Linked DNA regions of Anas platyrhynchos: region 1 is linked to region 2. A link is a contact called in public Hi-C data. All regions are on one chromosome and are shown on one strand. The core of a region is the stretch at or near the end of the contact, and the rest is flanking DNA. Distances in the headings are between cores, read along the strand shown. Region 1 holds the start of COL23A1 (collagen type XXIII alpha 1 chain). Region 2 holds the start of PHYKPL (5-phosphohydroxy-L-lysine phospho-lyase).

Evidence for each region. A called contact is a pair of places that touch in the nucleus more often than the background predicts.
Region 1: a contact with region 2 is called in a Hi-C map of subcutaneous adipose tissue, with 2.1 times the contacts expected there. The contact joins the promoter of COL23A1 here to the promoter of PHYKPL in region 2. A contact is called at or near these places in 2 of 8 Hi-C or Micro-C datasets (skeletal muscle and subcutaneous adipose tissue).

The regions. Positions count from the first base shown.
Region 1 is chr14:4,807,876-4,813,041 of IASCAAS_PekinDuck_T2T, forward strand. It overlaps COL23A1 (collagen type XXIII alpha 1 chain), which reads right to left and starts at 3,538. Exons shown (of 30, transcript XM_072023577.1): 1 at 2,933-3,538. The coding sequence starts at 3,148.
Region 2 is chr14:4,638,387-4,643,490 of IASCAAS_PekinDuck_T2T, forward strand. PHYKPL (5-phosphohydroxy-L-lysine phospho-lyase) reads right to left here and starts at 2,442. Exons shown (of 13, transcript XM_027468627.3): 1 at 2,104-2,442; 2 at 141-259. The coding sequence starts at 2,162. The region is part of intron 8 of HNRNPAB (heterogeneous nuclear ribonucleoprotein A/B); the gene reads left to right. COL23A1 (collagen type XXIII alpha 1 chain) reads right to left here. Exons shown (of 30, transcript XM_072023577.1): 30 at 3,409-5,104.

The DNA of each region.
Region 1 (5,166 bases), core at 2,288-4,787, 170 kb after region 2:
GTGTACTTTTTGGATTCAGGGTGCTCAGGCTTGAATTTTATCCAGCTGATGACCAAGTCTGTGTTCAAATATTTGACCACTGTGGACTATTCGGGAATTAGGCTACGTGTGAGTTAGGTTCTGGTCCTTTTATTCCTGGGATTAAATAGTTTTATCTGTTGTTGAAATCCTATGCATTCCTTTCTAGCTGCTTGATGCAAAGAGGTCCTGAAAGTTATCAACTCAGTTACAAAGAAACTGACAGAGAAGTTGTCCTAAGGGAAGCACAAAGAGCGGAATGACCCAGCTGTGGAAAAAGGCATTTGAAGACTTTTCTGGCATCCACTTACAGTCACGATCTTACAAAGCATCACTCAAATTTGGTGTTTGTTTTAAATTATTTGGACAATGAAGGTGCTCGAGGAAAAGAAAGAAGCTCTTCCATCTCTTCCATTTTAGTTTTGTAGTCAGAGGAGATCTTTTCCTGTCCTGAATCCTGGAACGAGTCTTCTGTTTTCCCATTGAATTGTTCTTGTCATGAAGCTGATTAATCTGGACGCTCTCTGCCTACTGCGGACAATAAATCCTTTGTGAACAAAACGGTCCAGCTTTGTTTACAACAACTGGATACTCCGATAATCCTCACGTTAACTTTTTCACTCCAGCATGGAAATGATGCGCTTCGAATTCGGGCTTTTGCTGCAGAGCAAGTGGAGGTAGATGCCACCACAGCTGGACCACACTGTTAGAAATGTTTCACACAGCATCAAACCAGGGCTCTGCAGCTCGTTCAGCTAAAGGAGCACCCGAGGGAAAGCTAAGTTCCTGCATCCTTAAATCAGCAGTTTCTCCACAGTTAGATGGTTGCCTGTCACAGAGCCAAAAGCTAAACTTCAGTTGTCCAAATCGGCTTTCATTGCCTTTCCTACACATTTACCCTTCCTTTATTATTTCCTATCCTCTTTAACTTGCCAAACATTTAAACAACACTAAGAGGAATGGAAACCAGCATGTTTGTCTTGCATTTGCAGCTCTTCATGTGCAGTTCTTCCATAAATTACGCTCCCAAACCCCAAGACTGGTATATGCAGTCATGCTTTTTGTGCAGTGACAGAGAACAAAGTATCAGGGGTCATGCACAGAGAGCATATGGAGCTTTGGTTTCACTTCTGAAATACTGTGGTAAACTTCAAAGAAGGACCAAAACAGAGTGTAACAAAAAAACTGACCCCAGGCATCAGTTGATGTTCATGTTGATGGAAATATTCTCTCGCTCCCCAGAAACTCCCAAGCACAGAAAGGCCAGAAGTTGCCTGACGAGCGAGAGGTCTTATGTAACGAAGAGGAATTTGCTCAAGAAACAGGCATGTTCTGAAACCTTAACGTGAGTGAATCAGCCTGTTTAAAATGATGATTAATAGATAGCACAACGGCTACCATGCATACCTTGATTCTGTTACCCTTTCCAAAATTTGCTTTTGGTATTGACAAAAGTTTGGTTATACTAAACGTTTCAACAAGCTCCCTCTTGCATTAGAAACCCAATTATGCGGTTTTGCTTTATTTTCCCCTGTACAATCTCCATCTGAGCATTCCCAGTACAAAACAAGCTTTCCACACTTAACTAAATCTCAGCAAGAGGTTGCACATGATCTTAGGCAGTGCCACAGAAACCCTTCCCATTGCTAAGCACAGTTATTGGAGTAATTGGAACAGAACCACTGCCACGACTGGCAGGCTAATTCCTGCCTGCAGAAAGGACGCTAACTAGATTTTCTGATTACGCCTCACAAGCACCCCTCTGTTCTGGTATTCAGGGTTTTCACTAAAATAGTTTTTAGCATTTCCCTTTATCAAGACATATTGGTGCGACCAGGTTTCCAGGAGCATGGGCATGGTCCAGCGGTGCCGGTGGGATCCAGCTCCAAGCGTAAGGCACAGCAGCAGCAGAATTTCTCCTGCTGGCCCTAGAGCTGTCTGCCCCCCACGCAGCCCCCGCACACACGCGGTGCAACTTTCGCTCCACGGAGCTGCTCACAGCTGGAGGGAGCTGCAGGAGAACACATTTTTGCATGACTGAGGCTTCATGGCTGCAGCGATGTTAGTGCAGCACCGTGCCTTGCACCCTGGGCAGGCTGGCAATAAAATACCAGCGTAAACCCTCCCCAGATGTCAGACCCGGGCACTCGGGAGCATCCTGCTGCAGCCCAGTAAGCCATGCTGGATCCCACCACATGTTTTGAGCTCCTGTTTGCAGGGACCCAGCAGAGTGACCGTGGGATCTCCAAGAAGTTCCTACAAGTGGTGGGAGCCCTCCCCATCACCCTCCCTGTGCAAAGCCCCAAACTTAAGCGCCACAACGCCTCAGCCTGTGGAAAAACATACTGCTGGGATCAAGTGTGACTTCTCCCGGGGGCTTGGCTTAGTTACAGAGAAGGACATCGGTGTAGACAACTGCTCATTAAGTAGAGGTCTTTCAGCACAGAAATCTTTAATGAGTAATTTCATAAAACTTTGGGGCTGAAAGTGAAGGGATCCATCACTGCTCTTCTCTACCCACCAGAAATCGGCTCAGCACTGCTGGACCACTTGATACCCTGCAACTGAGCCTAGATAACGGGGATCATCTTCAAATATTTCTAACGAGGAAATTATAGTCCACTGCGCCCGGGGATAAATAGCGTGTAAGCACTCGGATTACCTTTGCCATTGAGTGGAACGAGGGGGAAAGCGGGACGGTCTCAAACACGGCCCCTGGGGCATTTCTCTGGGAAACCATTGGGGCCACCCCACGACGCGCTCCGACTAACGGGCCGGGAACACGAGAGGGAGCAAAGTTCTGCAGGAGGGAAGGGCAAAAAGAAGCCCAAAAAAACTTTTCCTAAGGAAACAACGAAGCCGGCGCCGCCACACGGAGCCCCGGGGGGGGCCGCCCCGTCCACCCCTCACTCACCTCTCGGAGGAGCTGCTCCAGGCGGGGCTGCAGCGCTTCCAGCAGCGGGCCGGGACCGGCGGCTCCGCGCTCCTCCAGGGCTGCCAGGCGGCCCTGCAGCTCCGCCGTTTTGGCTCCCAGCAGCAGGCAGACGGCCACGGCGGTGAGCGAGAGGAGCAGGCAGAGGGCGGAGGTGGCGGTGCCCGCCGCGGTGCCGGCTCCTCCGGCCGCGCTCATCGCTCCCAGCTCCGCGCCGCCGCGCGGGGAGGACCCGCTGGGGGGGACGGGAGGAGGGGACCGGGGACCGGGCACCGGACCGGAGCCGCTCGGCTGCCGCCCGCCCGCCCCCGGCGCCGCATCCAGCGCCCGCCCCGTGCGCTGCGCGCCCCCGCCGCGGCACTGGGGCTGCGGAGCGGCCGCTGCTCCTCCGCTCGGCCCCGCCGGGACCCGGCCTTTAAACGGAGGAAGCGGGGAGGAGGAGGAGGAGGAGGGGGGGAGCCGGGCAAGGGGGGGATGCTCCGGGAGCGGCCCCCCCCCCAACCCCCCCGGTTCCCCGGGGAGAAGGGGAGGGGGGGATGACGCCCAGCAGAGCCCACCCCCGCTGCCCTGCCCGGCCCCCTGCGGGAGAGCTGCCCGGCCTCGTCCCCCCCAACCCCCCTCCACGGTGTCCCCCTCGCCCCTCCCGGCCGCCCCCAGCGCCCCCCCGGTAGCTGCGGGACGGGGCCGGCCCCGGGGCCGCTGCGCTCGGCAGCCCGCGGAGCTGGCGCCCTCCAGCGGGTCCCGGCCCCGGCCCGCTGCTAATTGGGGACCCGGCGGAGCGGGGAAGGGCCGGGGATGTTGTGTGACCCCTCTCCTTCTTTTTCCCTTTCCGTGCTGGGGTTGGGAGGTGGTTGAGGGAAGAGGCAGCACCCGCAAAGCGCAGCGGTGTTCCAGCGTGCCTGGTAACGCACGGGTTGAATGGCAGTGAAGTGTCCCGGCTGCTTTAGGGAGCCTTTGAAGCAGGGAAGCTGTGCTCACAGACAACATTAAGCAGCCCCAGACTTCGCCAAAGTCTTCCTTGTCTTTTTTTCTGTTACAGATTGCATCACATCAACGCTTGACTCACCTATAAAACAGCCTCAGGTAACGCAACGCTTGTCTAGACTCTACAAAGCCAGATCTGCTCTTTGCCTCTTGGCCCCAGACCCACCCTTGTACACGTAACGCTGACTTCTGGAACAGACAGGTGAAGCCTAAGACAGCACTAGAGAAAACTGCTAGGAGTGATAACAGCAACTGTGTTAATAAAACACACCCGTGCACACAGCCAGACTGCCCTGGTGTACACGCAGTGCTTTTTTTGTAGCCACTACTTCCGAACCAGCTAGCCAGGTAAATTTATATCACTCGCTAACCACTGTTTCCTGCCCTTCACATGCCTGAAGACACAGGAAGGAAAATGCCAGGTTATTATGAGCCACCTCTTCCCTCCCTTCTCCCTGTCTCCTTTCTACACACCTGCTGAGACTTTGCTGCTGATCTCTCAGTGCACGGACACTGTGCTATCAACCTGGGGGAGCTTTGCAGAGCATCTTGCCTTAAAACACATGCACATGGCCCAAGCCCTCCTTACAACAGGGACATCTAGAAAATGTAAGAGGAAAAAGGATAAGTGGCTACTGCAGCCAAGCCCTCTGCCCCACACCTCCTCACCTCTTTCATCTGTTTCACCCCCAGTGCAAGTCTTCCCCTGTCCTACTCAGCTTTTGAGGTGCTGGATTTTGTATGCTGTTTGCACCTTACAAAACATGTTTTGTTCACTTAACAGACAGCTTAATTTTCTCCCATCATCTATGCTTAGTGAAATATAAAACTGACCTGTTACAGAGATGCAAACGGCTGCTCTGCCTCTGCCTGACAACACTTTGCAGGTTTACAAACTTGTTTTAGGTACGGTAGCTAAAAATCAAAAGCACAGAGAAAGAGGTAAATAGATCTCGTCGTTATTTACCAACAGGGACAGGCAATTAGCATTAGCTTGATCCAAATATGCAGAGATTACAAATTGTGCCAACTACATTCATGTAGTGACAAGGGGGTGTGTATGTGAACATCTTGTTCCCCGTGAAGATAAAGCCATGGAGGGCAGCCCAAAGAGGAGAAATCAGACCAATTAAGGACAGAGCTCCTGGCACCCAGCTGTTCCTCAGCTACAGACTGCTCTGTGCTGCTCCACTACTGAGCCCAGCGATGTTGGACCTGTGCCCATCCTCCTT
Region 2 (5,104 bases), core at 1,192-3,691:
GTAGGCTCAAGAAGGCCTTCTTCTGCTTGTTCAGTTAAATAACCTCTCACCCTAACACAAGGGAACAGTGGTAAAGAGCACTGATTGTTCCTTGTTCTGCTTAAGAAAATACAGTATCAAATAACAGGACTTGAACTTACCGTGAGCAACATTGTTGATGCAGTCCAGGTATTGTCTTCCCTTCTCGTCATACATGTACTGGCCTTGGGCCTTCACAATCTTCACTGGATCATGAGAAAAAAACAGCTTGCAAGCAGAGCTGTGGTGGAGCATCAGAAAGCAAAGCAAGCATTAGTGATATTCCCCAAGTCACAGGTTATTCTGCTGGTCATGTTTTCAGTTGAGTTACTCAAGAGAAAGACGTTTCCCCAGTGCAGCAGCAGATGCTGCCATCTTACTGCTGGCCCCCAAAACAAAGCTGGGGGTAGGAAGAGAACAGCTTTTGTGCTCTGACTCAGTAGCCAAATTTTGTCAGGCTTGTAGGGGGAAAAACACAGTAGAACACAAACCCCTTCCCTAGGAATTCCCAAGCACAGCACACGGGACTTGCCTGTGATGTTACATCTCATCTATACCGTCTGCCCTTCCTGTTCTTGAAGCTTTGGTGTCTGTGTCTTACCTTATTGCCATTTTTATTATGTTCTTGGTTCTCACTAAAGGTACTGATTGTCCAGACTGTATGGTGCAGGTGGTTTTTGAGTGATTTAATGTTATTTTATTTATAAGGCTGGGCCTGATTAAGTGAGCTTGTTTTGTTTCACTGATAACGCATTTGACAATTAAAATTGAAATGCATCTACCCAAATAGAGTCGCAGGGATATAATTGGCAATGAAGGATGATGGCAACTGCTTCATTTAGTGAAGAGTGCTTAAACAAAAAGAAAAGGGAAATAATGTGATGATATATATTTTTTTTAAATTATCAAACAAAAAAAAGACAATGCTAAAATAAGAAAATACTTCAGTGTCCCAACGGGAATCCTCTACCTTCTCTATGAACTGGTAGCAGGTTGATAAAACAAGTTGTTGTTCTTATTGTTGTTTTTTGTTTGGAAGTTACCCTGACGGTTCAACATGTGCTAAAGAGGCATTTGGAGAGGCTGGGTCTTTGTTCCCAGTAACGGGGCAAATTGCCCACAAAAACACAAATGGTGTTCTTCAGGTTGGTGCAACTGGCACAGTTCTCAATTCAATTACAAATTCAGCATTTACGCTTCCAGCCTGCCTCTTATTGTCACAAAACATTACTGATTAAGGCCGCCTTGATTATTGAATACACAAGGGGCAATTCCTGTGGGCAAAACCACATAGTTTTGCTGCTATTGCTGGGAGCTTTTGACAAAACTAAGAATGTAAAGTCATCTGAAACAAAGCAAGTAACTGGGAGTCTGGAAATGAGTCTTGCACTTACTAGAATTAAGTTGAGCAGATGTATGTTGATTCTCTCAGGTTTTTGGTGTCTGAGAGTCTTGACCTGATTCCCGATGAGCTTTAGGACGAGATGCCCAGCCCTGCAGAGCCCCTGTGGCACAGGGATGGGCACGGCGCTGCTCCAGCACCACCCTGAGCCTCTGGCACTTTCCTTGGTTAAAGCCAGGAGTGCTCTCTGCCCAGCAGACAAGAAGTGCTTTATAAGCAGTTCCAGGCACGCCGTGTCAGACATGTTTTAAGGGAACTTTATGCTTTAGTTTTATAACCTCCTCTCTTCCTTGAAAACCAGTAATTACGGCTAATAACCTGAGCAAAACCCAGCTTTTGGAGGCTATCAGCACCGCCTTTACCCCCTTGGTGTTGCTCACTTAAACCTGAAGCACTGGTGAAGCACAAATTGTCTGGCCAGCGAGCAGGCAGAGTATCTGAGCCTTTGGGCTCAGCCCAACTCGCCTGGCTGCGGCCACGTGCAGGAAGGAGCACCCGGTGCCACGAGTGCCCGGTGCCACGCTCAGTGGGAGCAGCCACTGCGGGCCCTGCTCCCAACCAGGGCAGAGCAGGCCCAGGCCCAGGCCCAGGCCAGGCAGCCCCAAGCAGCCACGCCAGGCAGCCCAGGAGCATGCAGGGGGCCCGGGAGGGGAGCAGCAGCGCCCGCTCCCCGCAGCACTTACCCGATCAGCTGCTGCCGCAGGGCCAGGGTGTCGTGGCGGTTGCGCTGCGCCGGCCTCATGGCCGCTCTTCCCTCTCGAGGCCGCTCTCCTCCTCTCCTCGCTGCCGGGGCGGTGCCGCTGCTGCTGCCCACGCAGGGCGGCCCCAGCCAGGAGGAGCCCGGCCCCAGCCGCTCCCCCTGCGGGCTGCGGAGCCGGCAGCGCTGCGCTCGGGTGCCTGGTGGATCTGGCAGCTCCTTGCCACGTCCCGCCTTACCGGAGGAGCACGGGGGGGTTGGTGGGAGTCATAACCGAGCCTGCCTTGAGGGAACGCAGCCCCTGGCCTCCTGCCCACTCCCAAACCCCAGCCCAAGCGTGCCGTTAGCTAGCTGCTTTCACGAAGGGTAAGGGTAGTAACTCACCAGTGCCTTCGGACTCTTGCACCTTCCAGTTTGGGCTCCTTTCTCGTGGTGGCTTCACGCAGGAGGTCCCATAGCACAGCCAGAGGAGAGGCTGCCTCCACTGGGGTCCTGTGAGGCTGCTGTCAGCCCACGTGGGGCCGAAGTGCAAGCTGGTGCCAGCGCACAGCACCCGAGCCTGTTTAGTTTCCAGGCACCTCGCAGGCAATAAAATGTTTCTGAGGGCCCTTCAGGCGCCTTACAGCTGCTATAGCACCCTTGCCTTTGAGCAACTTGCACTGTGAGGAAGTTTCTCCACATTCCAAACTAATTTGGGGCTGTAGCGTGGGTGTTAGGACTGAATTAACTGCACGCTCTAAGTGAAAGTGAAAACAAACCCGTGCCGTGCTGTGCTCCTCTGCTGGGTCGGTGACGGATGAGCAGTCCTGACCCACTGGGGAACAGCCCAGCCTAGCGTGGGCACTGGGTTAGGATTAAACAGGAAAACGATGGTCCTCTGCTCAGTGTGGTTTGGAATTTCTTAAAAACACAAAGGTAAAGAACCAGAAGGGGTGTCCTGAGATGGGTCCAGGCCTCTGCTCCTTGCAGGTGTTTTGTCCCGAACTGCGTTCATAAGCTTAATATCTCTGCTACCACATTATTTGCATTCATTTGTTTTAAACTGAAGACATCTGCTTTTTAAAATTTTCTGGGCTCCAGAAAATTTTAAATTTTGATCAATTTGCTAAATGTAGGCACTAAACATTTCTAGTTGCAAGTATATATGAGAAACATACGAGCAATTTACGTTTTTTGTTAATATGGAGAATCCAGAACCAAATGGCTGTGTGCTTAAAATTAGGTTGAATTTAGGAAGTAAAACAGTTGTTGCATACGTCAGTTTGTAAGTAACAAAAGACAGCAGAGGAAGTGTTACTAATGGCCTTTAATCTTTATTTGAACTCTTGTCTGGTTAAGATACTTCATAGCTATTTATAGTAACATCCTGAACATTTACAATTTTGAAGGTTTATTCTTGGTTACAAATGCAGAGTTCATTATACATATTCACACAGTTGTCAAAGTAACCTGTACAGAGAGACCGGCTTGGAAAATCTAGTCTGTGCTTTTGTTACAAAAAGCACAAGAAAATGTTTCTGGAGGTCTCGAGCTAATGTACTGTCCGTTACAGCTTTAGACTAGAAATACACAATGCAGTACTAATTAATGCCATTTTAACATGTTAAAACAATGGATAAGGAATACTGTTATTAATGCCTTCATTTTTAAAGCAGTTGTTCCCCAAAGAAGTGAGTAAATAGAACACTTCGTGGCACATACATGATTAAAAATTGCAAAATTTTGCAAATAGAGATGTTAAGTATTCTTTTTTTTATGTATTTTTAATATATCTTTATAATTATACTTTTAAAGGTGATACATTTTACAGAGATGTAGTCAGCTTTGTATAAAATACCATGTAAGTACATTCAAACAAAACATTTCATGGTTTCCTAACGGCACACACGTGCAAATAGTCTTAACTCTTCTGAACAGCCTCACTGAAGTGATGCACCCATTCGCATAAATAAGGGATATTTGCGTAACATGGTAGAGGATTAAGCCCTATCAGCATAATTCCAAACAAGTAAGGACAGATAAAGCACATACTGCATGTTTTTTTTTTTTTAAGATGCATATAAATAAGTCAGATTTTCATTTAGATTTTGAATACCAGCAATTAAAGTTTCTCAAATTACGTATTTCAGAAATTGCACCTAAATGCCAGGTTACTTGCCAGCTTTAAAAGACCTATGTGCCCAAAGTAACTTAATGCACTGCAGCTGATGACTTTCAGTTTTGACTGCTATTTCGTGCTGAACATTCGTCACATTGAGTAAAAAAAGAACTCCAAATAGTAATGCAAGAAGTTGCTATGCTATGGAATTGTCTGTACAATGGTATCCCATCTACGAACCTACCCAGCAAATGCAGCAGGACTCCAACCCTCCTGCTGGCTAATAGCCGTTTACTATCTCTTCCACCTGGTTTGGAAATTCATTGAGTAATTCAGCGAGGTCCTAACTTTTCCATTCAATAGCCAAAAAGCAGATTTGATATGCACCTACTTCAGAAAGTGACGTAAAAAGCACTCTTAAAGCTAAGCGTACAATTCAGTGTTTAACAATATAAAAACCTAAGTGCACTTAGCGTCATTTACCCAGAAACGTACTTCAGGTACTCGGGACATCTCCACTTTAACGCTCACCGTTCCTATCCACATTATGTAAGAAGCCACACACAGCCACACAAGTTAGCTGACTGTTCCATGAAACCAAGCAGCTATGAGGCAACTTGTACCAGAACTTAGCGAACAGGGATTGATTGTTGTCCTAAGACATAGGAAAACCGCAAATGCTAATGTATTTGTTATTCCACTCCGCTGTCAATAACGCCACTTCTTATGCATTGAAAATTCATGTTTCCCAGCCTCCCTGTGGTTTCCCCCCCGGCTCCCTACAGTAGTATAGCATCCTCTGGTCTATTAAGTCCTCCTCCCATTCATTTCGAAGTGTCAGGGTTTCAGCACTTACTTTAGCTGCAGATTACACAACAGTCAGACATGC